2 separate regions of the Hordeum vulgare genome follow, and region 2 is linked to region 1. A link is a contact called in public Hi-C data. All regions are on one chromosome and are shown on one strand. Each heading gives the region's core, a stretch centred on a gene start, on an enhancer-like site or on the middle of the called end of the contact. The rest is flanking DNA. Distances are from core to core; before and after follow the strand shown.

Region 1 (2,700 bases), core at 62-2,561:
TCGACGAGTGAGGCAGCGCTGCGTCCGGGACGGCGATCCGGAAGGTGTGGTTGACGGTGCTGTTCTTGTAGTGCGCCGAGTTGGCCATGACCGTCTGGAAGTAGAACTCCATGGGGTTGAGGGCATTGCTGAAGTACATGAGCAGCGTCCTCGGGAGGTTGTCTGGAGCCACCACGCAGTGCTCCACGAAGGCCCGGGTCAGTATCGTCCATGGAGAGCCTTTGAAGAGCTCGAACGCGTCAGGCTTCGGACGGTGCCCCGACGAGACGGAGATCTCGGCGTTGGTGTTCTGGAGGAGATTCTGGTCCAGGACGACCACCGGCGCCGTCTCGGAGTCCATCCTGTGGTCGATGAAGTTGAGGTTCCTCGGCACGGTGGAGAAGGCGTGGAGAAGGTCTGCGCGTTGTACGGTACAATTGGTTTTGTCAGTGACATGAAGAGATCATCAACCGGAGTAGGGAAAATGACGAGACGTGACGGGTTGCAGCTCACCATCCTGCGATAAGAGCGGGTAGTCCGTGGCGGCGAGCGTGACGAGCCAGTCCCAGTCGGCGCCAAGCCTGATGAGAACGGAGGCGCCGCGCAGCACGGCGGCGACGGCGGACGGGCCGCGGCCGTCGACGGGGCTCCCCTTGCCGACGACGTGCACGTTCCCGTACTCGAGGAACGGCTGCTCCGACCTGACGTAGCCGGCCAGCCTCGCCCGCTCGTACGCGCCCGCGCCGGCGTCTAGGTGTAGCAGGTACCGGTTCCTCGGGTGGTACACGGCCTTGAGCAGCCGCGTCATCCTGACGGAGTCGCCGTGCCCGCCGGAGATGTAGTACGCGAGCACCGGCGGGTACCCGGCCCCGCGCCTTGGGATGGTCGGCGGCAGCGCCGTGGACGCCGCGTCGGCGGCGTCCGGGCTGTAGGGGTCGTCGTACCCATACGCCGCATGCCTGAGGAAGGAGCTCGACGCGTAGGCGAGGAGCAGCAGGCCGGTGGTGAGCGCGGCCAGCGAAGCGAGCCCGGCGCACGGAGAGCACGTCAGCAGCCAGGAAGCGCGAGGCATTGCGTGTATTCGATCAGACCCTCTCGCGGCCGTGCGTGTGCCGGTGGAATGGTCACCGGCGGTCCCGTACTAGTAGCAGCCCTCTTTGGCTTCTTGGTGTCAACGCTTGTGTTAGGTTGGGATCGATCATGGAGAGGCAGCACATAAGCACTGACGCCACCGGGAAGTGCCGATGATTAATTAAAATGGACATGGACGGAGAAGATATCTCCTCTTGATTTCTTGGTTTCTATCTGTTCCCTTGGTCTCTTGTTCTATATTGTTGTGAGATATGGTATGGAAATTAACATGAACTGTATGTATGTATGGTCGATCTATGAATAACAAAGGAGAGGACGTGCTTCCAAGGAGGCGCGAGCCGGCAGGCCGGGCGGGCATGTCGCCGAGCGGCCCAGCATCTCAATCATTGATAGCCGATGCATGGAGGATAGGCATGTCGACGTCTAGATAGCGGCCGGCCGTCGCGCGTGCACGATCAAGGTGGGTTTGCGTACACACGGCAGTCGTAGGAGAAGAGGCAGCTAGCGCGTTGCACATCACAGCATTTCTAATAAACGGTCCAAATGTAAAAATACCTAACTTTTGGACTGTCCGAGGCAAAAAAAGCTTCTCCAGCAGACGATTCATATGTAAAAAAAAATTAGACCGTGGCCTTCTCGTGATGTAAAACGCAACACCTCGCGGTGCAAATTTACATCACGAGGTGCATCTGGTCCAAAACCAGTTGCCGCCCGCGAACGCCCAACCGCCACTTCATTTTCCTCCCCGCCCTCCCGCCCGCGTCTGCCCGCCCGCTTCCCGCCCGGCCGCCACCGCCCCTAGCTGTCCGGCGCCGCCATGGCCGAAGGCGACGACCCCGTCGCCTTCTCCGCCGCCGCCGCAGCCGGTGGGCTGACCCACGTGGCCGCCACCGTTGCCGTCGCTGCCATCTCGCCCGCAACCGCTGCCATGCCGCCGCCCCCCGCCCGTCGGCCCGGATTAGCGTCGCCTCGGCCGGTGGCCACCGCGTCGGCAGGGAAGCCGACGAAGGGACGAAGAGGCGGAAAACGGGCGGCCAACCGCAGTCGCAACCCGACCGACAGTTCTACACGCCCGATGAAGCTCTCCAAGGCGGCCGCGGCGGCTCGGGGTGAAGAATCGCAGCCGATGCGGTCGGCGGCCTCCTCCAGCAGCCCTACATCCATTCCTCAACCTCCCCCGCCGCCACCGCCGGCTGTGGAGGACGATGTGGCCACGCCGACGGCCACCGCCTCCAACATGTTCGACGAAATGTCGCAAGTGTATAAATTTTCTGGTTGTCCTCTCGTTTGTTGTTTCAAATTGTATGTGTTTTTGATTGTTTGTGCGTCCTTTTGTAGTCTTGATGATGAAGCTTTCATGCACGCGACAAATGTGGCAAATGATGATTACATGTATGCGTCATAAGAATATGAAACCCAATATGATGATGACAATCTTGATGTGGACGATGAGGGCTTTGTTGTCAAGGGTGGAGGCATGGGAGGTGCCATGGGTGGTTACATGAACATGATGGGAGGAGGCATGAATGGTGCATTCGGCGGAAACATGAGAGGCGGCTTCGGTGGCAACATGGAAGGTGACTTTAGTGGCTTGGGAGGTGGCTTTGGCGGCATGGGAGGTGGCTTTGG
Region 2 (2,700 bases), core at 9-2,508, 370 kb after region 1:
ATGATAGCATATGCATAAGAGCACTATTTTTGTCTTGCTGATATAATGTTCAAGGTTGTCTTAATTTGGTTGCAAACATATTAGACAGCTCCATCGAAAACAATCAAGTTGTAAGTACATGCATGCCAAATGTTCAAGGTTGCATATCAACATCGATATACTTAAAAAAAATCATTAGCAAAACAGTTTAAAACAATATGAAAAATCAAATCTAAGCCATTGGTTTACATAAAGTTTGTATAAGCATCAATGCATCATTGCTCAGTTTTTTATACTTCCTCGTTTACAAACTTAGTACAACTTTGTATTAAAGCTAGTACAAAGTTGAGACAATTATTTTAGGACGCAGAGAGTACATTAGAAACATTTTTTTTGCGGGTGACATCAGAAACATTTTATATATACACGTTTGATATTTTCAATTTCATGGTTAACATTTTTAAAACATATTTAGTTTTGATGTCAACTTTTTTTATACAGCCTACATGTTTTTTATGCATCATGAACATTTTTTATATACATGTTTGACATTTTCCAAATACACGATTAACATTTTCAAAAATTTATATATTTTTATGTCTACTTTGTTCCATACACATTGTTTATTTTTGTATACTTATACATCAAAAACATTTTCTATGCACATTTAAAGTTTTTTAAATACATGATCAATATTTTCAAAATAAAAGAAAAGTATACTATTTATGATCCCTACGTACTGTACATTGGAACTTTTTTGTTTATAAGTTTGACATTTCTTAAATCCATGATTAATATTTTTGTAAAGTTTATGCCAAAAAAGAAAAAAAAGAAAAAAACATAGAAGAACTGAAAAAAGAAGAAAAAAAAGCTAAAGGCTGGGCCCGCCGAGTGAGAAAAGGTGGGAGAAGGAGGATTCGAACCGTGGTCTCTAGGGTGGAACCTAGAGCACAGACCATCTGCTTGTAATGAGGTAGCGGGACTGCGGTCTTGAATTAAATAGAAGAGCTAACGAATCGGTGTTTTCACTTACTGGTGGCACAAGAGGTAATTCACGCAAATTTTAGGGGTATTTTTTATAACGGACGACAGAAGCTATATTTGCTTTATTAATAGGTAAAGATAAAGATATTATAAGAAAAACTCATAAGCGAAAAATCTCGCTCATGCTGGTAGTAGACACCTGCCGGGCCCACCGGGCAAACCACGTTATCCATGACTCCCCCGAGGCTAATCCTGTCCCTTAAATCCAGCCGGAGCGAGCACGCACGCATGAGCATTCAGCCCCTGCCTCCCATCCAAGCGACTGACAGAGGAAAACAATTTTTTGGGACGAAAAAAAAAAGAAAGAACGCAAAACGCGAAGGCGAAGGCGAAGGCTTCAAAAAGCCAAAGCCTCCTCCTCTCCCTTCCAGTCCAGACAGCCACAGCGGCGTGCGTGTATGTGTGTGCGCCTCTGCGGGGCACCAAACACCAACCTCCCCCTCTCCCCGCCGCCTCCTCTTCGCCGCCGCCGCCGCCGCACGGTCTCCACCCCCAAGGTGAGCGCCGAGTCCCGCACTCCGTGCCCTTCCCGTCCCCGTCTTCTTCCCCTCTCTCCGATCGCCCGGTGCCGCGTGCGTCGTCGATTGCCTCCCGTGTCGGCGGCTGCGGCGGCCGCGGCCGCGGGCGATCGCCTCCTGGGAGTCCGATCTTCCAGTCCATCGCGTCCGATCGCGCGGGGGTCGTTCCCGCGCCCGCCGATCTCCCTGTTTCCGTGGCGCAAATTTGGGTTGCTGCGCGTGTCCCTGTGGCGGCGGCTGGCTTGGGCCACGGTTTTCCGGGATGATCGGACGGGTCCCGATGACGCGGCGACGCGTATGTGGGTGTTGCGCCTAGGTTTTGATCGGTTCTGGTGAGGGAAATCTGTGTCGAAGAGATCAGGATAGGATTTGGGGATGAGTACTGTTTTGGAACATTGGTGGCCGAATCTATGTCGTAGTTCGTGGTGTTAGATTTGCGGCCGGGGAAGAAACAAGGGCCGTGACCTTGTGCAGCTGTTTTGGGTGGCTATGGAGTAGTAGAAAGGAGAACCGTTTTTCTACAGGCTTGATAAATATTTTTTATCCTGGATGTGGGATTTCATGTTTTAAGCAGTAAGTTGTGTTTGATTGCTCGCTGGTAGAATGTAGTATGTTTGTGCTAACCCATGCTGTTGTTGATTTCGAGTGGCAGATTAGTATGTGGTAGGAAGTGCATGGGGAGAAAGGATGCCAGAGTTGCGTAGTGGAGTTCGACAATCTCGGTTGAAGTCGAGGAAGGCTGAGGATCCCGACGTACAGGACCCGGCAGAGAACTTGGCAGTGACAGCGCCTACGGTGGCAGGAAGACGCGGAAGAGGAAGGGGTGGGAGAGGTGGAGGCCGAGGATCAGGGAGGGGAAGGGCAGGAGGAAGAGGGAGAGGTGTTCCTGTGATTGACTTGGATCCAGACCAGCCTTTTGGTGTTCTTCCTGGAGCTGCTGTTGGTGGAGGTGCTGTGGGTGGTCCACAGCGCATCGAGGAATTTGCTGATAAGGTTGTGAAGATGGATGGCGTGAGTCCTGAGAAGATCGGTGGTGGTGAAGATGATGCATCTCCAGTCCCAGAGAAGGTATTTGTTCAAATGCACTATGGCTCATACTATTTTGTGTGTTTTGATTTGCTGCTCTCCTTGTGGTGTCATGGTTTAGAAGATAACGACA

Evidence for each region. Hi-C and Micro-C count contacts between places; a contact is called where the count stands out from the background.
Region 2: a contact with region 1 is called in a Hi-C map of leaf, with 4 times the contacts expected there. The contact joins the promoter of LOC123444530 here to the promoter of LOC123440315 in region 1. A contact is called at or near these places in 1 of 6 Hi-C or Micro-C datasets (leaf) and 1 of 1 datasets of contacts at active chromatin or transcription factors (embryo).

The regions. Positions count from the first base shown.
Region 1 is chr3H:505,313,263-505,315,962 of MorexV3_pseudomolecules_assembly, forward strand. LOC123440315 (beta-glucuronosyltransferase GlcAT14A-like) reads right to left here and starts at 1,312. Exons shown (of 2, transcript XM_045116889.1): 1 at 493-1,312; 2 at 1-396. The coding sequence starts at 1,051.
Region 2 is chr3H:505,686,014-505,688,713 of MorexV3_pseudomolecules_assembly, forward strand. It overlaps LOC123444530 (casein kinase 1-like protein HD16), which reads left to right and starts at 1,259. Exons shown (of 18, transcript XM_045121270.1): 1 at 1,259-1,520; 2 at 2,194-2,609. The coding sequence starts at 2,229.